5 separate regions of the Mus musculus genome follow, and all the other regions are linked to region 3. The links are chromatin contacts, called in public promoter capture Hi-C maps. All regions are on one chromosome and are shown on one strand. The core of a region is the stretch at or near the end of the contact, and the rest is flanking DNA. Distances in the headings are between cores, read along the strand shown. Region 1 holds the start of Ect2 (ect2 oncogene). Region 2 holds the start of Nceh1 (neutral cholesterol ester hydrolase 1). Region 3 holds the start of Rpl22l1 (ribosomal protein L22 like 1). Region 4 holds the start of Tnfsf10 (tumor necrosis factor (ligand) superfamily, member 10). Region 5 overlaps Mynn (myoneurin).

Region 1 (2,700 bases), core at 146-2,645, 1.7 Mb after region 3:
TGCCCTCGCTGTAAGAGGCTAAGCTAGCCTTCCTGCACTGCAATCCTACACTCTCACCCAACAGACTGGGAAGCTAGCTCTCCTCGGGCAGGGCACAAAGGAGGCGGCTGCCTTCTACTTTAGTGAGGAGAATGCTTGGAATGCCAGACACACCCCAGTTTAAATTGCAAGCACACTTCTCTGGGCAAGGTCCAGGCCGATTTTTCCTTTCTTCCACTCCAAAGGCTAGTGCGGAATTCTAGTGATTGGCAGGCCATAGATACTGGTAGGCAAAAAACCCTAAAAACCAACCAACCAGACAGACAAAACTATAGATTGTTTTACTCATTCTATGAACTCACCGTAGACTTGTCGAACTGCTTAGGCTGTCAAGAAGTTCTTTTGGTTTTAAAGTAGATTTTGGGCTTAAAGTGAGTTGGCTCAGTGGTTTAAAGCGTTTGTTTCTCACACATAGGCCGTGAGTTTGATTTCCAGCACCCACCTGGTGGTTCATCATTCTCTGTAATTCCAGTCTCTGGGGATCTGGCCTCCTCCTATGTCCAAGGACAGCAGGCACTCACAAATGCACATACGTTCAGGAAAAAATAATATGTATAGGCAAAAAGACACATAAAATTTATCAATCTAAATTTCAAAAGTGCTTTAAAAACCTCTTAATGAGATTTGGGGCCTAGCAACCGATCCAAACACTTGGTAAGGTTTTGAAAGTGAAAAATAATTGTTTTGAGTCCTGGTCTCCTATAGCCTAGGCTGGTCTTGTCCTCCTTAGTACAGGCTTTGAGACCACACCCAGCTAGAAGTGTATGCCTAGGCGACTGTATTATAGAACATTCCATCTAGAAACAAATTTCAAAATAGCAATACTGATCCCAGGGGTAAAACAATCCCTTCTTTTCTAGACTTCCAAGCACAGTCACTAACATTCCTAAGCTGGGAGTTGGGGTGGGGAGGGAGCAACCCACCCAGAAGCAGTTTTGCTTCAGGAGATTCTAAAATCTCCTTATACACTTTTTTATATTAATTACTCAGATGCAAGCTTGTCTTCAAAAATAAAATCTGGTTAGTAGTAAGAGCGGATCGGTTTGCGGTGCTTGGTACTTTTTCTTGAAGTTGGAGGTGATGGCAGAGAGACCGTTCATCAGGAACTGGGCTGTTTACGGAGTAAACAAGCGGTAACCACAGAAACACCTGCTGCATCCAGAGGCGCTGCAGAGCCACGCCTCCTCAAGCCCACATCCGGGCACTCCGCCGACGTTCGCACGCTCCAGCCGTTTACCGGATTTGAAACACACTCACAACCAATCAGCCGGCGCCTCCCGAAGGCAGACGTTGGGATTGACCAATCGGCAGTCCGCCCGAGGTTCCAGCCTATCAAAAGGAGGTTGACAGAGCGCGCCAATCAGCATGGCTCTTAGAGAGAGCGACTGGATTTTTTTGAATCGGAGGCGGCAGCCTCTCTCGAGCCATGGCGGCGCCTGTGAGGGGGAGACTTAGTGTTTGAGAAGGATAAGCGAGGACTGCGCCGTCGTGGTTCCTTTTTAAAATCTCTGAGCGTGGTGAGGACTGCGGGGTGAGTGGGGGACGGGAAGGGATTCGGGAACCCGGAACTGAGCACGGGCCGTGGCGACCAAGGCCGGCGCCCCCGCCGCGGTGAGCTCCCACGGCTGCGTACCTGTCTGTCCCGCTCCCCTCCATCCTCCTTCCCCACATCCGCCTCCTGTCCTGCCCTCTGCTCTCGTCCCGGCCCTTCCTTGCGGGAGGCTGGGCTCTCTATCTATTCTGCTTCTGTCCGGCGCCTCAGGGTGAAGGGCGCAGTTGGGACCGGGATTTTGGCCTCCCGCCCGCCCGCCGCAGCCCCGAGCTGCCTTGATTGTTTTGTGGTTTCCCTCTGGAATTCCTGTAGAATTCCGATTTTCAATTTTTAAAAATATAAAACACAGGCCGCCCCGCCCCTTCCTGGCCACAGATGTGTGTGGTTAGCGGTTAACTTAGCTCCCTCAGTTAGACCCGGCTAGGAGTCGCTGTGTGAGCAACTTCCTTAGCCACAAACTGGATATGACAGTGACATTTGTCTTTTAGGATGGCTGCAAGCGTTAAAAAGTGGCAAGGGAAAGATTTAAGATAGTGACTAAAATATTGAGCTCTAAGTAAATGAGAATCGCTAATTGCACTGTTATCAATAACGTATACACTATTGTAGTTTGGGTTCCTTACTCTGGTGTGACGTGTTTATGGAAAAAAAAAAGGTTTATTTAAAAGAAAAGCTGAAATGACTATTTGTTTAAAAGAATCCATGTGTTTGTGAGACAAGATCTCAGGTACCCCAGCATAGACTTGAATTGTGGAGCCTAGGGTGACAAGGAACTCTGTCTGCCTCTACCCCCTCTTCTGGGTGCTCGGATTACAGGTGTACTTTCACCTTACCTGGTTTCTGAGGTGCCCGCGGATGACTTCATGCACACTGACTGCAGCTGAGTCACATCCCGAGTCAAAGATAGATTGTTTTTATGATCACGATTCCGTTGTGTTTATTTTTAAAAGGTCTGTAGAATATGTGAAAAGGAAGAAAGTGACCTGGTGCACTTAAGTTTGCGGTGATGTTGGGTGCTAGATGCTGGTTGTATCACTAGTGTAGCGTGTAGCTCTTTTGCTGTATATTATGGAGCTGTTTTGGTAATAAATGATCTGTGTATTTAAGCA
Region 2 (2,700 bases), core at 171-2,670, 1.6 Mb after region 3:
AAAGAGCAGGTAGGTAGCAGCACATGCCTCTCAGAGTTCCTGGGGCAGCTGCAGTCAAGTTAGAGGCTAGCCTGGTCTACAGAGCAAGTTCCAGTATAGCCAGGGTTATAAAGAAACTTTGTCTTGAAAAAACAAAACAAACAGTATTAAGGCTCAGTGTTGGGCAGAGGTGGAGGGTGGCTTGATTGTGGAGAAGCGCTGGGAACCTGCATATCTCTGACTACTCAAAAATACGATGCAGTCATGGCGTTCAGCCTTAGCTGCAGACTGCGCTTCTGATACTAAAAGCAATCCTCCTATCATGGAATAAACCAATGACACTGTCCTCCCCACGGGGGAGCAATGTGCAGGAGCAGGATACAGTGCAGAGAAATGCCACCCTGCAGGTTAAAAGAAGGCCACACCGCTCCGGCTCAGGCCAAGGTTATCTCCCAGACATCGAAGGACGCAAAACAAATGCCACAAGAAAACAGCCTTCAAACAGGGACCGTTACAGCCCTCCGGGATTGCTAGTCTCCCGGCCTTCTTTTCTTCCGCTGAGCTGAGAAATGCCAGGGAGAGAACCGAAGGTCAGAGCGGTTCCTCCTAGCCTGCGATCCCCAGAAGGAGCGCTAAGGCCTGGGGACGTTAGGAGACTGCCTGTGCCCGCTTCTGCTCACCGGTGAATCACAATCCCCTTAGCAAAAAAAAAAAAAATTAACTCCTCCTTTGCAAGCCAGTGGGACAACAGAGGTGGGGGCGAGGTGGTTTATAAATTACCAAAGGCTCTGGCTCAAGACACAGCGAACCAAGAAAGCAGGGGAGCTAATTAGGTCCTAGGAAAGGTTAAACAGCTGTCAGAGACGCCAGGCGAGGAGAACTTCACCTGTTTCCACTCCTATCTGCCTGTGGACTTCAAGGATGCGAACAGGACATCCTCGGTGCCCGGGCTAGGGGTCCTGGGGAATCGTGCACTCTGAGAAAACATGGGTGACACCGGGTGCCCCCACTGCATTACACGGATGCAAACACGACACCCTCAGACCCCAGAGATCAGAAGAAGCAGGGAGAGGCAGATGCGCGTTCACGGAAACACGGGATATCCCTATTGCAGGACAAGGATGCAAATGTGACATCCTCAAAGGGCCCATGGGCAACCGGGATAAGCGATGGGGGTTTCGTTTAGAGGAGCAAGGACGAGACGGGGCATCCCCTTTCGCTCTGCTCACCACTTGCTGCGCGCCGCGGAAAGTGGCGTCCAGCAGCATCAGTTTCCAGGGGTCGGACACCGCGCTGGGCAGTGGGATGTACACGTAGTAGGCAGCCAGAGCCAGCAGAGCGGCCAGTAGGACGCATGACGACCTCATTGTCCCCAGGCCGGGCTGTCCGGAGCTGACCGCGGTACGGTGCGATGCTACCCGGAGAAGACCAGCAAGTTTCTGCCAGCCGCAGCTGCTGTTTCACGTGTTCCTCCTCAGGCTGCGAGCCAATCACAGGCTGCGTCGGGAGGAAGTGGGAGCGCGGATGTGCCCCCTCCGCGGTGTCCTTGCGAATAGCTGCGGGCTCGCCAGGTTGCAGGAAGCAGGGTGGTGCAGCCCGGAGGACACACAGCAACCAGCAACCCCTGGCGGACACTGTGAGTATGACTGCCTGCGATGCCAAGCTGCCTCTGAAGGTGTGGCAAAAGGGGTTCCGGGTCAGCCTGAGCTACCAGAAATAGTATCAGAAGAAAAACTAACAGTAACAAACAAACAATAAATCCGTTGGGTTTGGCACACTTAACTGTTATCCTTGGTCTTGAAAGGAGGAGACAGGATGAAGGCCAAGGTCATCTTGGACTGCATAACAAGTTTGAGTCCATACTGGGCTAGATGAGAAACCCTGCCTCAAGAAAACCAAAGTATCAGACAAACAAGCAAATAGAAAACTCAGATAGTTGCACTGTGCAACTTTCAAAGAATATAAAGCATCTGATCAAAACAAAGAGACTACTGCAAAAGATACCAAAACTCCTCTCGAGAGAAACACTTGATAAAGTCAGTAAGCGGTTTAAAAAGAGAGTTTCTGGCATGGTGGTGCACACAGCCTGGTTCACATTGTGAGTTCTAAGCCACCCATGGCTATATGGGGGGCATTGCACAACAAACACACAGATACACATACACACACACACACACACACACAGAGAGAGAGAGAGAGAGAGAGAGAGAGAGAGAGAGAGAGAACTAATACCTGATTTCTCATAGCTCATGCAATAAGGCCAGTGTTGGCTTCCAAATGCCCTCAGCTGGGCCTGGTGATAGCACCTGTAATCTCAGAATTGGGAAGGTGGAAACAGGAGGACCAGGATTTTGAAGCCAACCTGGGTTATATGAAACCTTGCTGGAAAAAAAAAATAATAGAAAAAAGGTCTGGGAATTCAGTTCAATGACAGAGTGCTTCTCCCCCCCCACACACACAAAGCCCTGGGGTTACTTCTCAGCACCATATATAATCAGTAAAGCAAAGATCTTATCGTAAACTGTTTGTTTTTAATTATGTGATGTGTGTATCTCTGTGTGGAAATGTGCACAGGAGAGCAAGTGTTTGTGGATGCCAGAAGAGAGCACGGGATTCCCTGGATCCTGAGCGGCCTGACATGGGCGCAGGGAACTGGACTCTGGTCCTTCGCAAAACCTTTGAAAAGTGAACACTTAGCTACCAAGCCATTTCTCCACCGCC
Region 3 (2,700 bases), core at 151-2,650:
CTAATGCCTACGAGACATCCCACCACAACGTAAAAACAGAAGAACAGACCTTTTGGAGAACTGTTTCTCAGAAACAACTGTGATTTTATTCTTCAGGCGTTCAATGTGAACAACATTGCCAAGATTTCCAGTTTTTCCATTGACTTTAACCTTCTCCCGTAGAAACTGTTCCTATTTTCAAACAGAAAGAATGCAAAACTAGGGAAGGAAACCCTAGATGGTCACTAGGGAAGGTACCCTAGGAGCACAGCTTAGGTTAATATCAAGTACTACATTTAAATGCCAACAACTATGCAATCACAGTAAGACACTTACAAAATTTCCAGAGTCAAAAATTCCATCTTCTACTGGATGAGTAAGGTCCAAATGAAACCTCCAGGTGGACTTCTTAGGCTTCTTGTCTTTCTGCTAGACATAATTATGATGCCATTAAAGCAGTTTATTCAGCTTAGACACTGAATTCCCAAGAAAAAAATTACCAACTCAGCATACATCTGGTATAATGGGTTATACACAGACTTGACCAACACCTGAAGGAGCCTGTGCTCTATGTAAAGGTTACTCATTAGCTTGGTTTAAACCAATGTTTCAATTCCCATGAAACGTCATCATTTCCAGTTAAGTACCTTCCAAGTGTAAGCTTATTTTAGTAGAGAAATCTTGCTTGATTATGAAGAACTGCTTCCTACTGTAACTGATGTTATTTCCAATTTCAAATTAAAACACCCACCTGGGTGCTTTTCAAGTTTTATCTGAACTTAAAACACCATTTTTAGGGTAATGGGTCTCTTTATGCTTTATTGTAATTGGTCCAAACAGAGTCACCTAAATGGCTACCAATTAATAATACCTTCACCACCCTCCAATTATCGCAAACCCGGAACTGGCATTTGAGTGAATGACGGGGTGGACTCGCTCACTGCCGTGCAGTGAACAGGCAGTCCCGATGGGGCCATCAGACGTCACTCAGTTTTGAATCCTTACTCAGCAACCTTATTTTTAACAATTTTGGTTATAGTGACTTTCCAAATGTTTAAACCACGCTCTTCAAACTGCTAACGTCATTGCAACCGCGGACCTGGCCACTTAGGCTCTCTTCCGTTGACAGGGTGACCACAGGCCATGGAGAAACCCAGAGGCCCAGAGACCGACCGCGCCCGCCGATACTAAGCTAGTCGCGGGCCCGGCTCCCGCCGCGCAGGCCGCACGGCACTCACGGACGGCTCCGCAACCCGGATTCTATCGTCCCAGTCGAGCCGCCAGGCCGACTCTCTTCCCACCGCCTTCTCTCCTGCGGCGCTCCCGCTCGCTAGACGCAATAGCTACCTGTAATACCCGAGCCCCGCACACGCGCGCGCACTCACCGGCGCCATGTTGAGCTGCAGCCGTGGGAAGAGAACGGGCTTGCGCCGCACGCACGCTTTTATATAAAAACGTGCTGCGTCATACGCAGAGCGTGCGAAATACGCAACTCGGAACCGGATATGCACGGAGTGCTTGGCAGTCACCTAGGAAACGGAGGCGTGGCGTTGGGGGGCGGGGATGCCCTGGCGTTTGGTTTCCGCCTGCGTCTTCGAGTGGGAAGCCGGAGCCGACTGATTCTCTGCTCTGGCTGTGGACTTTGCAAACTTACAAACCAGAGTGGAGTAAGTTCAAGGGATGCAGGAGTTATCTGTTATAATTCAGGGCAAGGCAGACTCTCAATGTTGCTTTATGATCGTCTCTATTATGTTGCGATTATAGTCCTCCAGAGAAAAAGTTCTATGCTTTGCCTAGCTTTTAAGGTAGAGGATGTCCTTCTGAGAAGAACAAGTTGAGTACACTTTGGGTTTATTGGATAGGCATAATTTATTGTACTTTCTACTTACTGACTCACAATCTGCTGAAACCTAACTATCAATGTTTACAAAGTACACTAGGATGGACGTACCTTGATGACAGAAAGTAAAAAAGCATTTGAATTTTGAGCGGTTGTAATTGACGCCAGGTCAGAAAAGTGGTGAGGCTGTTGGTGTTCAGTAGTATACGTTTCTGTTAGTGTGAAACTCTAGTATTTAGGGACAGGAGATGGGATGGACTTTAGTTGTTGATTTGGAAAAGGCCCTAGAATGTAAGAGTTGTGTTCTATCCAAGCGATCGGTAATAGGCGTTAATACAGTGTAGGGTATGGTGCTAGTGGTGCTGAGGTTTTAGAAGAAATCAATTTCATTAAATTTTAAAATCTTTTTGCCTTAAGAATCACAAAAACTTTTCGTTCCAAATGTTCAGGCAGGGGCCAGGGTTGACATTTCTTCCTAAAGGGCTTCCTGTTCTGCAGATCAAAATGATCATTAGATATTTTGAAAATAGGCCATTAATTGACATTTAAAATTTTTGTTTTGCTTATCTTTGGCAACTTTCTGTGTCATAACAATAACCACTTAAGCCAATTATTTAAAGGAGATGAGAGACTCCCAGGACTCAAAGGGAGGAACCTTAGATGAAACACCCTACAGTAGGGAGAGGAACTTTTAGAGCCCACCTCCAGCAGGAATACAGGACAACAAGTGAGGGATGGGGTTGCCATCCCACAGTCACACCTCTGACCCATAATTGTTCCTGTCTGAAAGAATTACCTGGATGGAAATGGAGAGGAGCCTGAGGAAAAGAAGGTCCAGCTACAGACCCAAAGTGGGATCCAGCTCAAGGGGAGGCCCCAGG
Region 4 (2,700 bases), core at 83-2,582, 1.5 Mb after region 3:
CTCCTGCACAACCTCCAACAGAGCTCTTAACAATGGATGGATCTTCAAGCCCAAAGTTCCAAAGTCCTTCCACAATCCTCCCCAAAACATGGTCAGGTTGTCACAGGAATACCCCACTATGCTGGTACCAATTTGTCTTAGTCAGGGTTTGTATTCCTGCACAAACATCATGACCAAGAAGCAAGTTGGGGAGGAAAGGGTTTATTCGGCTTACATTTCCATACTGCTGTTGATCACCAAAGAATGCAGGACTGGAACTCAAGCAGGTCAGAAAGCAGGAGCTGATGCAGAGGCCATGGAGGGATGTTCTTTACTGGCTTGCTCAGCCTGCTCTCTTATAGAACCCAAGACAACCAGCCCAGAGATGGTCCCACCCACAAGGGGCCTTGCCCCCTTGATCACTAATTGAGAAAATGCCTTACAGTTGGATCTCATGGAGGCATTTCCTCAACTGAAGCTCCTTTCTCTGTGATAACTCCAGCTGTGTCAAGTTGACACAAAACTAGCCAATACAGTGAGAGTTCAGAAAAACTACATGGAGAGTTAGGGAGAAAAACAGCTGACATCTATCTCTAGGCTCCACAGCACCATGTGCTGTCCTCCCTCTTCCTCTCTCCCTCTGTCTCTCTCTCTCTTCCTCTCTCTCCTTCTCTGTCCCTCTCTACCTCCTTCTTCCTCTTTTCCTCCCTCTCTCCCTCTTCTTCTCTTCTTCCTCTCTCCCTGTCTTCCTCTCTCTTCCCCTCTCTCTCTATCTCTCTATCTCTCTTACACACACACACACACACACACACACACACACACGGAACTCTAGAGTACTTCACACAAAGCATTTGTGCCAAGTGACACCACTAACTGCACCCTGCACAGACACTTTTGAAATGATAGCAAACTTTCTTGGAGGTGCCGGTATATCCATTTGTAGTTTTCATAGCCTGTTCTGTTACTACAACTGCTTGGAAGTCTGCCAACTTGCAGTTTTATAAAGCCCTCTCTTTATTAGCAGTTAAGAGTCTGCACTTGGGAAAGGCATATTTTAATCTACAGCTAAGCTTTCAAAGAAGAGCAAGCTAAGCGGCAAAGCCAAGAGAGGCTGCTGCTGAGAGCACACGGCCACTCACCTGCTTCATCTCGTTGGTGAAGTACATGTAAGTCACAGCCACAGACACAGCCTGCAGGAGCACCTGCAGGAGCACTATGCAAATCACCATCATCCTGAAGTGCTGACTGAAGCTGAGGTCCTTCAGGGCCCCTGAGGAAGGCATACTGCTGTCCAGGTCTGACTTCCCAATGCAGACTTGCAGCCCAGCAGCAGTGCCTGAGAAGGTCACAGTTAGAAGGCGGAGTGCCCATGCAGTTTCTTTTTACTGTTGAGACCAAAAGTGAAACTAAGCAAGTCAGGAAGGTGACGAGGACGTAGTGCACAGAAACCCTCCAGCTAGGAGAGCTCGCCCTGATGGTGCTGGAAAGCCTAGATCCAGCGCTCTGAGATCTAACCCATCTATGAACTGCTGGAGCACCTGAAGGAGCTGCAGGATCTCCTGGACAAAGGACAAAGGACAAAGGACAAAGGACAAAGGGACCGGGAGGGGTCTCAGTGAGGATCCAAAATTTAAGGCGTCACAGGAGCCAGAGACTGCTGAAGGCAACAATGACTCATTGCTATAGACATTTGCAAGTGAAGATGTGTGGACAGAGGGATAAACTGTGGGACACACTAGGACACCACAGCTTCCATGGTGGGATGTTTTCTATGCTCTGTTTTGGTTTATTTAGTTTGTTTTGTGTGTTTTTATCTGGGGGGAGTTTCAAGGGCAGACGGTGATTATGAGGGGACAGGGAGATGAATGGGACCGGGGTGCATGATGTGAAACACACACACACAAAGTTTGTTTGTTTGTTTGTTTGTTTGTTTTTTAAAACTGTTTTAAAAAACAGAAATCCCAGCTGTTCAATTTTACCAATGAAAACTCAGGAGCCAGATGCTGAGATGATAACTTCCTAGCTCTGAGAGGCAGAGAAAGCACCCAGCTGACCTTCCTACTCCATCCCAGAAGGAAAGAATCCTTTCTTCTCCACGCTGTCTTAAACACTCGAAGACCCCCTTTCTGTTCACTATGTTCACTCCCTGTCAGATGGTTACTGGCTCTGCCTCTTGACCTAGGGTTGACTTTGTTAAAAGGGCTTTGCTAGGGCTGAGCCACACCACCACGAGTTTACAGCAGACAGACAGAAAGCTCTAGGGTCAAAGGCTGGGACGTATCACAGTTAGAAACAGTTCACAATCTCAGGTTCACAGTGTGATCAGATGGCCTGCAGCAACCACCTCCAGCTTCTGGCCCAATGTTTGTGACTCTGAGGCCTCTGCAGGTTCTAGCAACAGTGTTGCTATTTCTAATGGTGCCAGTTCCCAAGGGCCATAGGACATCTTTCTGGCTGGTATCTCATGGTGGGGAACAAAACGGAATCCATTTCAACTCAAATTCTCTCAGGTCTGCAGCTGCTTCCCACCTCCCAGAAGGATTCCTTTGGAGCCTGCTTAACTACAAAGCCAAGGCTCCCTCACAGCACGGGAGGCTGTCACCTGCTAAAAGGTCTTTAGAAGTAGTACTCTACTGTGGTGCTGTAACTAAGTTACCATCTTCCTGAGACAGTCTCTCACTGAAGCTGAAGCTCACACAGGGATCTTCCTGTCTCCACCTC
Region 5 (2,700 bases), core at 4-2,503, 1.8 Mb before region 3:
CACGGGCCCAAGGTAAACCCAAATTATATGTTTCTGTTAAAGAAACATAGCAATAAAATGCTTTCTAATAACATTCTACTACCACCCCATATATCAGTGCATCTTATATCACTCAGCCATAATCAGAGAAGCTGCTTCTTGAAGAAGCTGCAAACTAACACAGAGACCCACAACTGGACAATGGGATTTTGGACCACAGTCCTAAATGGGATGTCTTCATCAAGCCCACCTGTTAAGGCTCGGAGAGCCAAGTAGAAGAGGACAGAAAGATTGTAAGAGCCAGAGGGGATGGAGGACTCCAAGGGAATAGTATCCTCCAGACACAATAGGACTGAGGCACATAAGAATTCTAAGGCTGTGGTAGCACACCCAGAGCTTGCATAAGTTAAAGTCAGACAGGGTCCCGGTGGGGACAGAGGGAAAGAGATCTAGACTCCCACCCCTCACCAAGAAGCAATCTGCTATCCACATCTACTTGTGAAGGAAAAAATTAGTTTTTCCAGTGGAGTATAGCTCGATATATTCGCCACACTTCAGGATAGGCCTCGTGCCCTATGGCCAACACAGAAAGAACAGAATCGTTTGTTTGCCTGTTTGTTTTTTAAAGAGAGAAAGGGTCAGAGTTGGCTATGGGTGGGGAGGTGTAGAGGATCTGGGAGGAGCTGGGGGACCGGAAAATCTTGACCAGAATACAATGTATGCAAAGATAGATAAAGCCCTGACAAGGCTGACCTCCACAGGCTCATTTCCATACTATTGTATGAAACTGTGTCCCCTTGTCTTCAAATTTACTGGTCTAAGACGCAATCCTTTCTTAAAACACCAGCTTTCTCCAGTACTCTTGACTTTTCTCACTGACTTTCTGGCCAATTCCGCAGGACCTTTTCATTTACACCTTACTTAACACTGCAGCATTCCACAGCTCAAATTCTTGAGAATATGACCCAGCAGTCTAAGAACTGCTTTTCTGAAGTAAGTCACCTGAGGTCACCTGTATGGAATCACGTTACAAACCTGGGAGTCTAATTTCTGCCTTTCCGCCATCAACTACGGTAGGACGTGACCACACGGGCTATAAATGCGGCCCAGCGAATTCAGGCTGTGCATGCAAGTCAGCGTGGCTGCTGGGTTACACATTTCTGACTGTTACCTCATTCTTTCTCTTTAGATACTTTCTGCATTCTGCCTAGCTCCTCTTCAGTCAGCCACATGTAACTTCCCTCAGTCACTTTCTTTGTCTACCCAGGTGAACGATGAATGGCCCTTTCTCTCTCCACTACTCGACTGCTCACACTTCCTTTTTGAACTTCCTGTGAGCCACCACCCAGCATTTCTGCTTATTTTACAGCTACTGATCTCGGCTTTCTCGCCTTTCTTCAAGTGGACAGAATTATCTTTGTACATTTCCTGGCAGGCACTATGTTTATATGATAAATCCTTAAACACAGCAAATCTTTTGTCAATAAGCAGAGGCAGGGGTTGAAGAAGGCAAAAGAAGACTACATCATGTCTCGAGGGATTACTGTAGAGAGTGGTACACAGCTATAAGCCAGGACGCAGGAGTCTGAGGCAGCACGATTACTGTGAACTCCACACTTAGGCTATTTAATAAATCCAATCTGAACAGAGTGATACATAATAAAACCTGCCTCAAGTAGAAAAGAAACAAAGAAATCAATGTCCTAATATCTCCATCTCATTGTTAGTCAAAATAGTGAGTGAAAATGCAGAATTCATCTTTTTATTTGGTGGTATTTTTAATTCAATAACAGATTAAAAATCTCCAGGTAAATGATAATATATATATATATATTCCAGAACGTCATTTCAAGTGCTTCTCAAAGACAGAGCACCAAGCAGTGCTTGGGAGGCAGCTCTCAGTGTTTGGTCCATGCTGAAATCAGCTACGAGGCTTCTCTATCAAATATCTGCCCCAGCACATCTGATTCAGCACAGCAAACTGGAGTGGGCATGGGTACTCTTATTAAACTCCAATCTGACAGAAGTAAAGACAGTACAACAATTAGCCTAGGATATTTTTAAAATTAGTGTAGAGAGTTAATTACCTACTTTAACTGCTTTGACATGTGCCATTTCTGTAAGATTAAAATGTAGAGAAATGATAAACTACTTTTTCAAAGAACTGACAGACCTTCAATCTTGAAGAAGCTTTTAAAATTGTCCACTGAAATGATCCTATGGAATTTAACATGAATACTATTTAACAGCAAATTTTATTTAATATATAATTACAATTCCCTCTTTAAAAAAGCTCTAAAGTAAAATAATAATACAAAATTAGAAAATACTTTCTAAGATATTCAGCATTTTAAAGAAAGTTTGAACACCTGCTATAACACTTAAATAATTAAGAAGCTTTGCTAAAACACTGCATCATAACAGAGTAGGTAAAGAACTTACCGCAGGGATTCTCTGTGTTAGAATGACTCCCAGATTCTCATAAAGTGCACGCACGTTAGAGTGAGTAGTAACAGCATAGCATTAAAAGAATAACATTCAGTCTCTGAGCTTTCGTCACAAATAACTCTGCAAGAGCAAATGACTAAACCAGTATCAATCTAAAATAATTTTAGATACGCAAGTAATACAAATTAAAAAAAAAAACAATCTGACCTACTTCAGATTCCACTTATATGAAATAATGCTGAAAGTAACAATTTAGAAGCTTTCAGATGCTAG

The links. Promoter capture Hi-C pulls out the DNA fragments that hold promoters and counts their contacts.
Region 1: a contact with region 3 is called in a promoter capture Hi-C map of pre-B cells, with 7 times the contacts expected there. The contact joins the promoter of Ect2 here to the promoter of Rpl22l1 in region 3. A contact is called at or near these places in 15 of 39 promoter capture datasets (the 3T3-L1 cell line, 3T3-L1-derived adipocytes, the C10 cell line and 9 more), 3 of 484 Hi-C or Micro-C datasets (CD4 T cells, olfactory sensory neurons and pre-B cells), 3 of 115 datasets of contacts at active chromatin or transcription factors (astrocytes, extraembryonic endoderm stem cells and large pre-B cells) and 2 of 9 other capture datasets (adipose tissue and liver).
Region 2: a promoter capture Hi-C map of pre-B cells shows a contact between it and region 3. The contact joins the promoter of Nceh1 here to the promoter of Rpl22l1 in region 3. A contact is called at or near these places in 5 of 39 promoter capture datasets (the 3T3-L1 cell line, embryonic stem cells, hematopoietic stem and progenitor cells and 2 more), 1 of 115 datasets of contacts at active chromatin or transcription factors (large pre-B cells) and 1 of 9 other capture datasets (adipose tissue).
Region 4: a contact with region 3 is called in a promoter capture Hi-C map of pre-B cells. The contact joins the promoter of Tnfsf10 here to the promoter of Rpl22l1 in region 3. A contact is called at or near these places in 10 of 39 promoter capture datasets (the C10 cell line, the HPC-7 cell line, cranial neural crest and 5 more) and 1 of 484 Hi-C or Micro-C datasets (CD4 T cells).
Region 5: a contact with region 3 is called in a promoter capture Hi-C map of embryonic stem cells, with 2.6 times the contacts expected there. The contact joins the enhancer-like site here to the promoter of Rpl22l1 in region 3. A contact is called at or near these places in 4 of 39 promoter capture datasets (the C10 cell line, embryonic stem cells, hippocampal neurons and 1 more) and 1 of 115 datasets of contacts at active chromatin or transcription factors (epiblast stem cells).

What each region holds. Positions count from the first base shown.
Region 1 is chr3:27,152,573-27,155,272 of GRCm38.p6, reverse strand. It overlaps Ect2 (ect2 oncogene), which reads left to right and starts at 1,395. Exons shown (of 24, transcript NM_001177626.1): 1 at 1,395-1,570. It overlaps 1700125G22Rik (RIKEN cDNA 1700125G22 gene), which reads right to left and starts at 1,247. Exons shown (of 3, transcript NR_040548.1): 1 at 963-1,247; 2 at 342-533.
Region 2 is chr3:27,181,724-27,184,423 of GRCm38.p6, reverse strand. It overlaps Nceh1 (neutral cholesterol ester hydrolase 1), which reads right to left and starts at 1,420. Exons shown (of 5, transcript NM_178772.3): 1 at 1,209-1,420. The coding sequence starts at 1,346.
Region 3 is chr3:28,804,208-28,806,907 of GRCm38.p6, reverse strand. Rpl22l1 (ribosomal protein L22 like 1) reads right to left here and starts at 1,400. Exons shown (of 4, transcript NM_001347226.2): 1 at 1,365-1,400; 2 at 316-405; 3 at 50-171. The coding sequence starts at 1,373. Gm32950 (predicted gene, 32950) reads left to right here and starts at 1,557. Exons shown (of 3, transcript NR_166194.1): 1 at 1,557-1,646.
Region 4 is chr3:27,315,709-27,318,408 of GRCm38.p6, reverse strand. It overlaps Tnfsf10 (tumor necrosis factor (ligand) superfamily, member 10), which reads right to left and starts at 1,332. Exons shown (of 5, transcript NM_009425.2): 1 at 1,119-1,332. The coding sequence starts at 1,262.
Region 5 is chr3:30,618,899-30,621,598 of GRCm38.p6, reverse strand. It overlaps Mynn (myoneurin), which reads right to left. Exons shown (of 8, transcript NM_030557.3): 8 at 1,726-2,700. Among named protein-coding and RNA genes, the nearest start is that of Mynn, 18 kb to the right of the region's middle. Within about 2 kb of position 1,253, at least 31 of the 459 cell types and tissues checked have an H3K27ac peak or open chromatin away from gene starts, as enhancers often do. A contact at or near this core is called in embryonic stem cells, where this site is marked.